Linked DNA regions of Mus musculus: all the other regions are linked to region 3. A link is a contact called in public ChIA-PET, Hi-C, HiChIP or PLAC-seq and promoter capture Hi-C data. All regions are on one chromosome and are shown on one strand. The core of a region is the stretch at or near the end of the contact, and the rest is flanking DNA. Distances in the headings are between cores, read along the strand shown.

The links. Hi-C and Micro-C count contacts between places; a contact is called where the count stands out from the background. ChIA-PET counts read pairs in DNA pulled down with a chosen protein or histone mark. HiChIP or PLAC-seq counts read pairs in DNA pulled down with a chosen protein or histone mark. Capture Hi-C pulls out chosen DNA fragments and counts their contacts.
Region 1: an H3K27ac HiChIP or PLAC-seq map of T-cell acute lymphoblastic leukemia shows a contact between it and region 3, with 4 times the contacts expected there. The contact joins the promoter of Plekhm1 here to the promoter of Gpatch8 in region 3. A contact is called at or near these places in 1 of 39 promoter capture datasets (pre-B cells) and 1 of 115 datasets of contacts at active chromatin or transcription factors (T-cell acute lymphoblastic leukemia).
Region 2: a promoter capture Hi-C map of pancreatic islet shows a contact between it and region 3. The contact joins the promoter of Arl4d here to the promoter of Gpatch8 in region 3.
Region 4: a contact with region 3 is called in an RNA polymerase II ChIA-PET map of memory CD8 T cells, with 10 read pairs. The contact joins the promoter of Hexim1 here to the promoter of Gpatch8 in region 3. A contact is called at or near these places in 2 of 39 promoter capture datasets (cranial neural crest and pre-B cells) and 2 of 115 datasets of contacts at active chromatin or transcription factors (memory CD8 T cells and pancreatic cancer cells).
Region 5: a Hi-C map of B cells shows a contact between it and region 3, with 9 read pairs. The contact joins the promoter of Etv4 here to the promoter of Gpatch8 in region 3. A contact is called at or near these places in 3 of 484 Hi-C or Micro-C datasets (B cells, CD4 T cells and embryonic stem cells).

What each region holds. Positions count from the first base shown.
Region 1 is chr11:103,411,232-103,414,171 of GRCm38.p6, reverse strand. Plekhm1 (pleckstrin homology domain containing, family M (with RUN domain) member 1) reads left to right here and starts at 1,467. Exons shown (of 12, transcript NM_183034.2): 1 at 1,467-1,579.
Region 2 is chr11:101,663,933-101,666,885 of GRCm38.p6, reverse strand. It overlaps Arl4d (ADP-ribosylation factor-like 4D), which reads right to left and starts at 1,345. Exons shown (of 2, transcript NM_025404.3): 1 at 1,249-1,345; 2 at 1-338. The coding sequence starts at 236.
Region 3 is chr11:102,554,570-102,557,600 of GRCm38.p6, reverse strand. Gpatch8 (G patch domain containing 8) reads left to right here and starts at 1,443. Exons shown (of 8, transcript NM_001159492.1): 1 at 1,443-1,521. The coding sequence starts at 1,477.
Region 4 is chr11:103,114,837-103,117,809 of GRCm38.p6, reverse strand. It overlaps Hexim1 (hexamethylene bis-acetamide inducible 1), which reads right to left and starts at 1,485. Exons shown (of 1, transcript NM_138753.2): 1 at 1-1,485. The coding sequence starts at 888.
Region 5 is chr11:101,783,856-101,786,619 of GRCm38.p6, reverse strand. Etv4 (ets variant 4) reads left to right here and starts at 1,310. Exons shown (of 13, transcript NM_001316365.1): 1 at 1,310-1,512; 2 at 1,993-2,103; 3 at 2,297-2,390; 4 at 2,606-2,653. The coding sequence starts at 2,044. Gm39392 (a long non-coding RNA gene) reads right to left here and starts at 1,299. Exons shown (of 3, transcript XR_880221.3): 1 at 1-1,299.

The DNA.
Region 1 (2,940 bases), core at 218-2,717, 860 kb before region 3:
GGGCTGGGTTACAGGTTCCGAGGTTCCGTCATTAGCGTGGCAGCAGGCAGACAGGTGTGGTGCTGGGGGAGGAGCTTTTTTTTTTTTTTTTTTTTTTTTAAGAGTCTTGATTAGAAGGCAACCCAGAGGGCTGGAGAGATGGCTCAGTGGGTAAGATACCCAACTGCTCTTCCAAAGGTCCTGAGTTCAAATCCCAGCAACCACATGGTGGCTCACAACCATCCTTAATGAGATCTGACTCCCTCTTCCGGAGTGTCTGAAGACAGCTACAGTGTACTTACATATAATAAAAATAAAATAAATTAAAAAAAAAAGAAAGAAAGAAAAAAGAAGGCAACCAAGAGACTGGGCAGAGTTTGAGCATATATATGTTTGAACATATATTCAAATATATATTACCTCAAAGCCACAGTGACATACTTCCGCTAACAAGGCCACACCTCTTCCAGTAAGGCCATGCCTCCTAAATAGTGCCATTTCCCATGGGCCAAGCACATTCAAACCACAACTGGTAAAAAGAAAGAAAGAAAAGGAAAAAAAAGACATAGTGATAAAATGACTCCTAATGACATTTGGGTACTCATAGATCAATGCCTTGTTCAGCCATCATTAGAGAAGTTTCCTTCTACAGCAGATAGGGAACCCCAAGGGAGAGGTGGAAAGAGTGTAGGAGCCAGAGGGGATGGAAGACACCAAGAAAACAAGGTCCTCTAAGTCAATAGGAGCAAAGTTCATATAAACTCACAGAGAGTCTTTTCTTTTACAGTCACCACCTCTATGGCCCACACCTAGGTCCTAGGTTCCCTTTTGGGCACGGTCCTCAGACCTGCCCAGCCTGCCCTTTATTAGTCACGGTTGCTACATTTGACAGTTTTCTTCCGCGTCTATTCCGAGAGACAGCTGTCATTTTCTGTAATGGAACAAAAGCAATTAAATAGTGAGAAGACAAAAAGCAGGTCCTCTGGGCTTCATGCCTCAAAGGGCTGACCGCAGGCAAATTAAACTAACAGGTCCAAGAGAGCCCTCAGGGCGATCACGTGGTATGAGACAAGTCAAAACAACTGTTTCCTGGCTCCGGAAAAACCAGACCTGAAGGTCCCACTTGGACCCAGGATCCACTTGCTCCCTCCACTACTAATGCCCTTAGGGAAACATACGGGTTAATGGCGCAACAGGGCGCATTTTCGGATTAAGGGGGCAAACACGACAACCCCAAAGTTGCACAGATGCGATTGAGGGGCAGAGCTGCGGGACGCAGAAGTCCCGAAGCTCCAAGGGTCCAGCCTCTCTGCGCTACCCAGAGCCAGAGTAGCGAGAGCGGCAGGATCGCTCACCTGAGCCAAGAAGCCCTGCAATCCGGGGCAAGGGAAGAGCTGACGGCCCCGCCCCTCGGCTCCTCTAGGCCCAGTGATTGGTTTTTGAGGACTGGGGGCGGGGCCGTAGCGAGGAGCCGACGTGATGGCGTCAGACGCCGCGCGCCGCTTCCTGTTGTCAGTGCCTTTGGAGCCGCAGCTTCTGCTCGGAACCGAGGGGGGTCTCGCTTCGCCCGGAGCGCCGCCACCTGCTCCTGATCCCTTCGGTGAGTGAGTCTGGGGTCTGAACGTGGAGGGAAGCGCGGGGCGGTGATGCGACCCGGCGGTGGGCCCGCAACCTCGCAGCCACTCGCGACCCCTGTGCGCCTGGAGACTTGGGGTGGGAACCTCGGCCCTTCGCAGCCCGGGCCTGCTCCCACCTCAGCCAGTGGCCACCGGCTCTCTCCCCTCCGTCTCCACCGCAGCCAACCTCAGCCCCAAGCCGGGTCCCCTAACCACCGGTCTTGCAAAAGTGTAGCCTCACTCGTGACCCCTCTTTAGCCCAGTTGCAACCCGATCCGAGCGAGCCACATCCCTTCGCCACCTCTTATCTCAACATCGCGTTTATCCCTCATCTCTTCTGAACCTTCCCTCGACCCTCCATTCTGGCTCAATTTCTTATCGCAGCCTGTCGTATCTGGCTCACTCGTCCCAAACACGCTAAGTCTCCCTCCCTCCCATTGACCCACTACTGAAGTTTTCTCCTGTTGAACTTGCCGGTTTCTTCTTGGTTACTGACGTCACAGCTTTATCTCAAGGCTTGTGTGTATCTTTTCTTTACCGATTTTTACCTAATTCCCTAGCTGATCACAGAGGTAAGGTCTCTCAGGCACTTTCCTGTCTAAGACTTAATATTAAACTGTCCCCGACTCTGCTGTAGAGGACTGTCTCAGTTTCTACCACTTCCCCCAGTCCTTTCGTTACTTTAAATTTAATATGCATTTATTAATTCTTTGAGAATTTTATGCATGTACATAATATTCCTGCCCCCTAACATCACTGTTAGTTTGGGGTTTTGGGTTGTTGTTGTTGTTGTTTTTGAGACAGCATGTCACTATTTAGCCTTAGATCTCTCTCTCAGATCACTCACTATGTAGATCAGGCTGGCCTCAAACTCACAGTGTGGGTCACCACTCCTGGTTTTAATCTGTTTTTTGTTTGTTTGTTTGTTTGTTTGTTTTTGTAGGATGGAGGGTGGTTTTGTTTTTTGTTTTTGTTATTGTTTTAAGACAGCCAATCTAAACAGCCATGGACTCCTGATCCTCCCTGCCTCCACCTCCCAAGTGCTGGAATTGTAGGCATGAGTCACCATGCCTGGCTTCCCAGAATTGCTATTAACTAGATCTACTCAACTCCTGTCATTTTCTTCCTTGATCCAGCTCTCTTTCACTTTGAGAATTTAGGGTATAGCTCCCTAGTGGTCATACTTGCTATATTCCTCAACAGCCATGTCTGCTCCTTGTTCAGAGCCCAGCAGACTAAACAGCTAAATTGGTGTGTGTAGGGACTCGGATGGTAACTGAGTATAAAGCTTCTTGGGGGAGATGTTCTTTGTAGTGTCTGATCTCCTAAATGTGTTTCCACAGAT
Region 2 (2,953 bases), core at 96-2,595, 890 kb after region 3:
CCCCCAACATCCCACACTTGGAAAGTGATCCCACGGGAACCCCCCAGGGGCACGCGGATCTTCTCAGTATTAAAGCCCTTGGTGGGGACGCTCTGGACAAACTCCTTGAACTTGAGACGGTAAAGAAGGGAAGTCTTCCCCGCGGAATCCAACCCAATGACGACGACATGCAGGGCCTGGAAGTGCGGCAGAAAGGACGAGGCTGTAGGGGCCATTTCAGTCAAGTGGTTCCCCATGGTGAGCTAGGGTGCAGGGTGGACCTCAGGAGTAGGTCTGGGACTCCAGCAGAGGCCAAGAAGAGGAGACCTTAAAACGGCAGGTAGCACAAGCTGGGGTGTCTAAACAAGGCCAAAAAAGAAACGAGAAAGGTTTAGAATAAACGAATTTGCAACTTTTGGGTCCTTCCCCTAAACCTGCACCCTACCCTTCTAAATATTCCTTTTATTAAAACAAGGTTTGCCCCAGCAGTGGTGGAGCACACCTTTAATCCCAGCACTTGGGAGGCAGAGGCAGGTGGATTTCTGAGTTCGAGGCCAGCCTGGTCTACAGAGTGAGTTCCAGGACAGCCAGGGCTACACAGAGAAACCCTGTCTAGAAAAACAAAAAAGAAAAAAAAAAAGATTTTTAAGTGCCTCTTTTTCCAAAGTAAAGAAAAAATATTTTGTGCGTGTGTGTAAGCCACTCACAGCTTGAGTGTTAAAGTCAGGACAACTTACAAGAGTATGTGGGTCTCAGGAACCAATTAGGGTCCTCATGTTTTAGGGTAGGCGCTTTTAAACCATCTCCAATGCCTTTCTCCTTCCCCTCTTCTTAAAAATAAAAAATAAAAAAAGTAGCTACAGGTGTAACAAGGCGTGCTCCTGTCCCAGGGACTCCTAGGAGAGGCCCTGAGGTCAGAGAAACTCTCGGGCACTAGGATCTTCGAGGGTGCGGATCTTGCAGGCAAGATCCGAAGTAAGGTCGTTTCCCTGCACCCCTCTCCGAGATTGAGAGAAAGCAGAAGCTGTGCTCTCCACTCCCCAGAGGAGAAATCTCGCATGAAGGAGGCGGTCGGGCAGTGTGCCCAAAGTAAGAGCACCGATGTGGGTCGGGCTCCCACAAGCACCGCATACCCACAACGGTGGCACGCCCCTGCGGGCGCTTTGACCACCACCACACGGCCCTGCAACTCTCCAGCCAGCGGTCGACGCCCGCTCCCCTAAGCCCCGCAAGCCGGCGCCTTTGCATGGTCCAGACACCCTCCTTTACCTTCAGCCAGCCGCACTCTCCGCGAGCCACGCCAACCAGACACCGACTCGTCGCGTCTCAGCCACAGCGGACTTTGCAGTGCCGCTGCTCCGGTTCCTCGTTAAAAACCCTCTCGTGACGTCACACGACGCGGCCCAATCAGCGTCCCGGAGGCGGGGACTGAGCCAGCCTCTGCAGCCCCAGCCTGGAAATGGAGAGCTCGTTCTATCCGGAACCGCTTTATTTTAATCTTTTCTACCTTATTCAGTATTTGGAACAGAGCCTGGAACTCATTAGGGCTGGGAGGTGGGACAGACTAAAGGAACAGGCGTGGCTGCGCCTGACGAGAGCATGGAACGGAATGTCTAATAATGACACTACCCCATCCACTTGCCCTCAATCCGGCTGCCCCCCCCCCATACTTTCCTTCCACCTAAAGATCTGCTCGAAGAGATTCTGACATGTTTTCGTATCTTACCTCATTCAGTAGTACTCATTCAAGTCACTGTCTTCATCTAGTTTGCAAAGCAGTATTTACCTGGAGCTCTGATACAGCTGATTCATAATACTAAGCCCATTTAATGTATATAGGAGTACGGGGACGCTGACACACCAGAAGAGGGCATCGGATCCCCTTACAGATGGTTGTGAGCCACCATGTGGTTGCTGGGAAATGGATTCAGGACCTCTGCAAGGGCAGCAGTGCTCAGTGTCAGTTAAGCCAGTGGGTCAGTATATGCCCATGTGTTCAGTAGGAAATGTCAGATCTCCTGGAACCAGAATTAGAGACAGTGGTGACTGCCTCATATGGGTGCTGGGAACCGAACCTGGGTCCGCTGGAAGAGTAATAAGTGCTCTTAACCACTGAGCCATTGCTTCAAGGGATAAGGGGGTGGGGGGAGTATTTTTTGAGACAGGGTCTTTCTATATAACCCTAGCTATCCTGGAACTCACTATGTAGACTAGGGTGGCCTCATACACAAAATAATCCACCTGCCTCTGCCTTTAAGATTAAAGGCATGAAACCAGGCAGTGGTAGTGCATGCCTTTAATCTTGGGAGGCAGTGGCAGGCAGATTTCTGTGTTCGAGGCCATCCTGATCTACAGAGTGAGTTCCAGTACAGCCAGGGCCACACAGAGAAACCATCTCGGGAAAAAAAAAGGAAAAAAAAGGATTAAAGGCATGAGCCATCATATCCAGCTATATTTGGTTTTTTTGTGTGTGTGTTTTGAGATAGGAATCTCATTATGTAGCTCAGGCTATCCTGGACATCCTAACAATCTTTGGGCCTCAGCTTCCTGCATATAGAGCATGGAGGACCCCATTACCTCACAGTAGCATGTTAGGGACTGTTGTCTGTTTCTTACAGGTACAGAAAGCTGCAGATGGATAAAAGACTTAGTTATGATCACATTTAGGTCATATGTGGCTGAGCAAGATCTGTCTGAATTCAGTGCCAGGATGCTCACTGCTTGGCAATAGTCTTCTCATGGGGAGACTCTGGGGCGAGGCAGTCTTACGTTAGACAGCCAGCATTACACAGTGAGATGCTGTCTAAAAAGCACGATAAAAGAGACTTTAAAAGACAAAGTTCAACTGGGCATAACCACAGAGTGTTATCCCAGGTACTCTGGAGGCTGAGGCAGGAGACAAGACATGGATAACCTCTCTAGGCTAGATCATGAGTTCAAGGCCAGCACGAGCAACTTAACACGACCCTATTTC
Region 3 (3,031 bases), core at 194-2,693:
GCTCTGCCCACACCCTCACCTTCCCTGGTGCCAGGTACAAATTCCAGAGGCTTGCTAGCTGACTAGGGAGAGCTCCAGGTTTAAGGAGAGACCTTGTCTTAAAATCAGGTAGAGGGGCTAGAGAGATGGCTCAGCTGTTAAGAGCTGATACACATACATACATACATACATACATACATACATACATACATACATTCATTCATTCATGTAGGCGAAGCAGTCTTACACTAGGTAAAATTAAACAGCCCCCCCTCACTCCCCCACCCTGTGAAAACATTAAAGAAAACAAGAGCTGGAAAGATGGCTAAGCAGTTAAAAGCACTTGTTCCACATGCAGAGCACCTGGGTTTGTTTCTAGCACTGACATACATGGTGATTCTTAACTGTAACTCTAGCTTCAGGGGATCCAATGACTCTGAACATGAATATATATGTGTGGAGGGGGGAGAGGAGTGGGAGGGGGAGGGAAAATAGTAAGAAAAAAACGTCAAGCTCTTGGTAGCCATGTGTTTAAGTTTCTCTCTTCTTCAAGGTTGTGATCCCTTTGTTATGCCTTGATTTATATGTAGCTTTAAGATAGGTCATTCTTTTCATTACAGTCCCCCCCCCCCACAGTGTCACTTAGATTTTGTTATTTGAAGCAATGTCTTATAGCCCAGGCTAGCTTTGAACTTCCTATGTAGCCAAGGATAAGCTTGACTTAATTTCCCCTCAGCCTCAAGCAGGAATAGACACTCGTTTATATTTACAACTATTAGGTTAATTTATTGGTTATCTGACTTCCTGCCTGGAATGGAAGCCCTTTGAGAGATTTTTTTGGTACCTCTTAAGTAACATTATTATGTATTAATTTTAAAAATACCCTCTTTGGACATCGGGGGGCGAGCCTCTACTACATAGAGAGCTACAGGAAACCCTGTCAACAAAATAACAAAAACAAAACAAAAAAACATTAAAAGTACTCTAGCTGTAAAGTCAGATCTCATGCTACTGTATAGCATTACACTGTATATTATTACAAATACGGGATGGGCTTGACCGTAAACAAGAGCATAAGAAAGAAAGACTTCTGAACACTGCTAAGGGAGCAAGTGAATACTTCCCAGGCCCCCAAATGCTCTGCCCTGCTGATCTTTCCCTCCGGAAGCGCTTACGCGCGCCGGCGCGAGTGCGCATGCGCGGCCCGCTGGGGTCGCTCGGGGCCGGGCGTGAAACCGAGCGATGTGAGAGGAAGGTTCCGCCTCCAGGCCTGCGCGCCTTCGGGATTCCCGTCGGAACGAATTCCTGTTCCCTCCTCTTCCCAACACCCCCCCAACAATCCCTCGCCAAGCACACATCCTCCACCCCCCTCCCCACGCCTGCTGCGCGCGCCCGGTGGGCGTGGGAGGGGGCGTGGAAACAGAGAGGGGGCGGGCGTAGCGGGAGGGGAGGAGCGAACCGGAGAGCGTCGTCCTGAGGAGGAGTGAGAGCGGCAAAATGGCGGACCGCTTCTCCCGCTTCAACGAGGACCGAGACTTTCAGGTAAACACGGGCGTCGCCGAGGACCACCCACGCCCCCGGAGGGCTCGCCGCGAGCCCGGGGCCGCCTCCCTCCCGGCCTCCTGGCTCTCCTTCCTTCTGCTCTCCGCTCCACCTTGCAAGCCGGCTCTCGCCCCTTCCTGCCTCTCATTTCTCCAGGGGCCTCCGGGGCTGAGATGAGGCCGCGTCCCCGGCTTCATCCCTATTCACGCCGCTTCTTCGGCTCGGCTTTCCTCCTATTTTGCTCCTGGCTTCCCGCTCCGCAGCCGGGCGCTTTGTGGGGGTTGCGCTTTGCTTGTCTCGGGGCCTGTGCAGGCGCAGGGCCGGCCCGGCCCCCGGGGGAGAGGGCTGGGGCGGGGAAGGCTTGGGCCAGCGGTTTTCAGGCCGGGGCTATGGAAGCCTTGGCTTTTGCTCGCCCCGATCATCCTGGGGATCGCCTCTCCGTTTTCCCATTGTGACAAACAAGCCCTTTATCGACTGTCTAACCTAGTCTTCCCCCTGGTAAAGGGCGCCCTTTCTTATCAAAGACGCCTTTTTTGTTGAGGCGAGCCATTGAGCTTTCTCTGGGCATAAATAACTGCTGTTGTTTACAGGCCGTTAATTGGGTTGGGGACAGTAAGGTATAGGTCTGTGGACTGGCGTAAACTTAACTTCGAGACCTACCAAGATTTGTAAAGAAGCATAATTATGGCCTTTCCAAGCGGGAGTAAATTCGTTCCTAAACCTTGATTTTTTTTTTTTTTCTTTCTTCGTTTGCAAATGTTGATCTGGGAAAGATGTCCGTGGGGTGGCAGGCATTAAAGAAAAAAACAACAAAAACAAAACAAAACAAAAAAACAAACAACAAAGGCCGAATTAGAATCATTAGGCTTTTAGATATTGAAATTGTTACTGCAGGCATAGTTGGGAGACAATAAGGGATTTAGTAGCCTTTGGTTATTTCTAGGTAAAATACATCCTCAGTTGCAAATCACTGCATTACTACCGCATCTCCTGGCAACAGCAATTTAGGTCAAGGGATGAGCCTCCGAACTCGAGTTTTTGTATTCCTTTCAGCTTCCTCAACGCACCTCTAGCTGTGTCAGAAGGCAATTTGAAGGGTTTGAATTCTTGGAGATGATTGGGTTGATAGACAAAGCAATTTCAACTGGTTTAAAATCAACACTGTTAAATAGTCTTAGGTGTAGAACGCTATGGGAAGTTTTGCAGCAGTAAGGGATTTGGGAGTTGCTGAAAATGCCTTGTGGTCATGTGCCTGCCGCAGAAACTGCAGCCCAGCACAGCATCTTAAGGTGTTTTAAGGATTTATCTCAGGTCTTCCAAAGTTTGAGGTGGACATTTGATACCCGAGAAGGAAGGCAGGCTTATCTTTCTTTTCTTTCTCCCTATATCAAGCCCTATGAAGCAGGTATAAAGTATATACGCTTTATTACTATTTTTTGTTAATTTAAAATTATTTAGGAGACAGTAGATGACGAAAACCTTCCAATGCTTTTCAGAGAAAAGAATTTCA
Region 4 (2,973 bases), core at 236-2,735, 560 kb before region 3:
GGAGAGGCACTTCTCCAGCTCCAGGTACTCTTTGATGAGCTCCTGCTTGCTCATGTTCTGCAGGCTCTCGGCGTGGTACCGCTCGTACGTCTCCGAGAAGTCCCGCTGCAGAAACTCGCTGCCGTCCCCTCCCATGCCATCGCTGCCTCCGTCTTCCTCACCAGCTTCTTCCACAAAATCCTCATCGCTGGTGTCGTCGGATTTGGCGGCTGCCCGCTTGGGGTAAAGGCCGGTTTTGAGATCAGGCTCCTCCTGATCGTGGTCATCCATGAGGAACTGCGTGGTGTTATAGGGCGCAACTGGCTGGCCCTTGGCGAACATCTCGGCTCGAACCCGCGAAGCTCGCAGGCTCTGCTTCTCGTCGAACTTTTTCTTCTCCTCCCAAGTCAGCTTGTAGTAGGGCTTCCAATGCCGCTTCTTCTTTGAGGGGCGTCTCCGATGTTTTTTCTTGCCCAGCTGTCTCTGTTGCTGTCCCCATGGCTCCTCGCCTCCGGCGGCAGGAGCCTCCTGCTTGGTGGCCTCCGAGTCATGACCTGGCTGCACGAGGGACTCTGACATCGGCTCTCCCTCCGCCGACGGGGAGGCACCGCCAGTGGATAAGTCCTCCCCATTCTGGCCCTTCTCGCCCTTCTCCAGGGAGCTCAATTCTGGACAGGCATTCGTCTGCAATGGGGGCAGCTGGTGCTTCAGGCCCCCTTCTCCCTCCTGCCCTGGACGGCTACCGGACTGCAAGGACGCTCTCGATTGCCACCTACTGTCCTCCTTGGGCACCCGTTCCTCCGCGCTTGGGGGGCGCTCAGAGGTATGCTCTTCATGGACAACAGCAGCACCTGTACAGTTGCTAGTTTGAGGCTGGTGTTGATGTTCTGTCAAGAGTGGCTCGGCCATGGCTTAGTAGAGTTCTCTTCTGGAAGTTTGAGAAATTCTGGCTTAAGGAAAGAGGTTTTTCTTTCTTTTCAAAATATGTCCAACAAAGTCCTCTTCGGTCAGTAATTTCTGCAGTGACGCCTTCCGTCCGTCCTGTCAGCAAACTCCAATCGCAACTTGGAGTCCAGTCAATAAAGGGTTAAGCGCACACAAGCGTGGCCAACTAGCAGGTCCGGGGGTTCAGCAGCAGGCACCGTATGCAAATATGCAGAGGGGTGGGCTTCACGCCTCCCCGCCGAGTGCTCCCACAGACGAGGAGTTGGTGCGCAAGGAGAGGAGGTTTAAGTCCAATGGGTTAAACCCAACCCGAAAGGGTTAAAACTACCCGATGACGCTGCCTCGGAGGGGCCGAATCCACAAAGGGTTAAATCCCCTGCCGCAGAGCCCACAAGGGGTTAAAGTCCCAGAGCCGCCACCTCCCACTTCCACGGGTGTCGCTCCAACCCGAGCTCCCAGTTCCTCAGGCCGGGCCGGAGCCTTAGCCGAGGACAGACAAACTCATCTCCCCTCTGGCTCGATGCTCCGCTCAGTTCTCCTCCGCCTCCTCCTCTTTTCCTCCCTCCCTCCCTCCCCCTTCAGACAGCTCTTCTTCCGCCTCCTCCTCCGGCTTCCCCTCCCAACCTGACTTTCCACCTGCCAACTTCCAACTGCTGTCTCCAAGCCCTCGGCGCCTCTTATATATAGAAGCTTGTAAGCCCCGCCCATGCGCATGCGTAACGGAGTCCAGGTGTGGGGCAGCCGGGAGTCGTAGTTCCCTTCTTTCGGGCCCGCCGTCCTCGCGCGCCGTGCAACGTAGCCAATCATAGAATGCGTAGGGGGCGTCTCCCAGGCCGCCTTCTTCCATCGCTTAGCTCTCGCTGAAGAAACGTGAGCAGTCATTGGGCAAGAGTTATTCGTCTCTCCGAGGAAGGAAGACCAATTACAGAGGAGATGGGGCGGGTTCTGGACCATACCATTGTGCTTCAGGAATACAAGAAGATTCCATGACCTTTGGGAGCTTATACAGAATATTTTTATTAAAAGGTGCGTTTGAAAATCTACTGTCATATTCTGTTCTCAGCGGAAAGGTTCTGATGGCCATAAACCGTTTTCAACTTATGCAAAAATGGTCTGTCCCTAAAAAGTAGTCCCTAAAGTGTAAAAGAGGATTAAATTCTATAAAGAGAGCTGTTAGTCGTGATTACTGACATTGGATTCTTAAAATTACAATAATGTCTCTGAGGTAGGTGATGGGTTTCTTGGAGAGAGATAAGCGGAAGGATATTTTGGACAACTATTTATTAAAAAGACGAAAAGCGCATGAAGAAGTAAACAAATGAATTAAGAAGTGCCGCCTTAAAGGGACAGTGTGGTGGCCTGCCGAGCATCAGCTTCAGACTAGGCCTCAGGAACTGAGAGGGCGGGTTCGAGTCCTGAGTGACGTCGGTCCTCAGGCTATCCTGGAGGCCCTTAGGTGAGAGCAGCCACCCAGGCCAAGAGCTATCTCCGCACCAGAGGTGAAAGCAAAGTGGTCCTCCGCGGCCGAGCTCTCCGCCTGAGCCCGGATGGGAAGCGCGTGGTGAGGAGGAAGGACTCGCCCCGAACCTCGGCTTCTGCCGAAGAAAATGGCCTCCCGGGGTCGACTTGGCCTCTTCGCTTCCGATACCGCAAACCTTTCCCTAGCCAGGATACTCTGGAGAGATTGGGCCAATTGATGCGAAGTCTGTGTTGGGGAGGAACCCAAAAATCTATGCGTTCCCGAAAAAAGGGGGTGTCATCCACAGAGATGAGGTGTGTGTGTGTGTTGGGGGGAAGGCTTCGAGAAGGAAAGCTGAAGGCCTTCCCTGAAATGGGTGTGCTTGACCCAGGGCCGTAGGGTACATTGGGGGTGAAGTGGGGGTTCTACTCCCCCTTAAAAGGGATTCACATTCTTTTCCCCTACTAGAAGGACCCGAAAAACTCCCTTTAATCCCCTTGGCGTAATTGCCACTTCTCCCTTTGCCTGAGTACCCAGTGAGCCATTCTTCTTTTTCCTTACATTCCAGCCATAATGGAGTGAGATTCTAC
Region 5 (2,764 bases), core at 61-2,560, 770 kb after region 3:
ACTGACCCAGGCTCTCATGAAAAGGGGGGTCCCTAGAGGAGAGCGGCAGCAGGTTCAAACTTTAAAGAACAGTTTGGTAGGTAAAGGGGAGGAGTTTGTGTGGCAGAAAGAGCCCAGTTCAGGTGCCAGGGGGTTAAGGTTTTTGTCCCTTCTCTGACTCCTACAGGCTGGAAGAGATTGCATGCACCTTTTCTTTCTCAGAAGTACTGTTTGGTTAGACAGATGAACTTTGAAAGCAGCCCTGTGGGCCTGTGGGTCCTTGTGACGGCATCTAAAGCAACCCAGATCCCAAGGGAGGTAGTCTTTCTCACACTTGCTTGGCGCCCAGCACCATGTCTGACACAGCAGATATTTACTGAAGGCAGTGATGCTCGAATGACAAACACTAAGATCAACCTCTTGGACAAAATTGGAACCCATCCTGTCTTTTGATCACCAAGTCACTTGGGATTTCTGCTTCCTATCATAAGGAGTAAGATGGCAGCGAGAGAGACATCCTTGAGCCTCTTGTTGGCAAAGCCTCGAATGAATGATAAAGCGGGTCACAGAATAAGCAACTCTACAGATCACAGACCCGTGAGAAAGCCGGTTTGAGCCAGTTTACATTTACTGAGCACCAACTGTGCCTCCATTTGTTTTCAAGTAGCTCGGGGTCTCAGAGGGCTGCACAGAAGACCTTGGTGGCTTTGAAACGCTAATGCCCCTCAGTGACAAGCTGAGTTACCTCAGGTGAGGAGGCCATGGTGTCTTTCTTAGCTTTCTTCCATTTTCATTTGTAAAGTAAAATGGAAACCGCTCCGCAGCACCACGTTATGGGAAGGAAATTAGCACGTGGAGGCAGAGCGCTTCATAAATGCTAGTTATTATGGTTCCTCTGGGCGCACAAGTCCGTTTGCCTCCCCCTCCCCCCAGGGCACACAGACGTGTTCACACTCCCACGTAAGTATAGATGCACAGAGGCGTGAGCTAACGCCAGCGGAAGGAGCTCAGGGGTCCTTAGACCCAAAACCCAGGTTGGAACCCGTGGAGAAGCTGCCGGGTCTTCAGCTTCCGTCTTTTTTTCTCAATTCTTTATGAATGAACTAAAGCCGAAAGGAGTTTATTTTTTTATGAATGGAAGTCCAAAAAGTGAATGAAGCCAGGAGCCAGCCCCTACTTTCTGATTGGTCTTCGTGGCTGGGAAACTCCTCCCTCAAGCTCAGCTAGCCGAGTCTGAGGATTGGCGGGCGTGCCCGGCCCTGGGGTTTCATTCACAAAAGTCAATGAAACAAAGGGAACCGGTGGGGAGGGGCGGGGGAAGAGCGAGAACGGAGGCCAAGGCAAAGGAAATGCACCAATCAGCTGCTCCCCCGGGCTCACAACTGTCTGCTGCGCCCGGAAAACAAGCCGGGGCTCTGGGGACCCGGGGCTCAGGCCGCCTCGCTCCGGCCTAGCCCCGCCACCTTAGTTGTGTCATCCCCCGGGCATGCTGAGCATCCCCCCGCGGCTCCGGCACAGACGCCCGGACCTCAGGTGAAGCTGCGGAAGGGGAAGGAAGGGAGAGTGTCTGTGATTTCCCCGCTTCATCTCCCACACACCACACTCTCTCTGTTCGGCGCCCGCTTCCGCACATTCCGGGGCGGGGGTGGGAGGCGTCGGGATTCGAGGCTGGAGGGGGCGCCTGAGTTATGGGCGTGCGAATGGTGTGCGCCGCGCGCGCGCGCCCACATACACACACACACACTCACACACGCGCGCACACACACACGCACACACACGTCTTATGTAACCCAGTTCGGGCTGAGCAGGGCTGCAGAAAGCAGACACACCAACCCCAGCTCAAGGGAGCAGGTGGGACCTCCTTTGGCGGGAGAGGAGTGGCGGTGGAGGCGCTCGGCCGCGCAGGTCCCAGCGAGTCGGAGAAGTTTCGCTGTCCGATCCAAAGCCTCGCGATCGCCCCCTCCCCCCCGCAGCGCTCCCGGGACCGTGTGCGAACTGCCTCCCCCCTCCCAGGTCTCTGCCTCCGCGCGGGGGCCCGGCCCTGTGGCCGGAGGGAGCGGCCGGATGGAGCGGAGGATGAAAGGCGGATACTTGGACCAGCGAGTGCCCTACACCTTCTGCAGCGTGAGCGCCGCGCCGGCCTCCACGCCCGCCCCCGCCCCGCACCCCGCCCCTACTCGCCCCGCAGCCCCCTCCCGGGGGGTCTCAGTGGGTCCAGGACCGCCTGGCCCCTGAGCCACCCCGGGACCCCACCCCCAACCCCAAGCTAGACTCCTCAGGGTGATTCGGGGGCATTCTTCCCCCCTCCTTCCAGCAGAAATCTCCCGGAAATGGGAGCTTGGGCGAAGCGCTGATGGTCCCGCAGGGAAAGCTCATGGACCCGGGCTCCCTGCCGCCTTCCGACTCAGAAGGTAAAGAAACAGACAAACTGCGACCCCTCTGCTTAATCCACGTACATCCATCCCAAAGCCTTATCCTGGACTTCCCCAACCCACGTTTCCCCAAAAGTCAAACCACTCATTCTTCTCCGTCCCTTATCACCAGTGGGGAGGCTGTAACCCGGGCTCGCCAGGTCTCTTCCCCATATTATCGCCACCTCTTCACCAATCCAATATTCACCCATCAGATCTCTTCCAGGACCTCAGTCACTTCCAAGAGACGTGGCTCGCAGAAGGTGAGTAGTTTTGTTTCCTTCCTAAAATTAGAAGTGGGACATGGGGGGCGGGGGGTTCTTGTCTGTCTCAAGGAGTCCTTCAACCCCATCTCTCCAGTCCCTAACCATGTC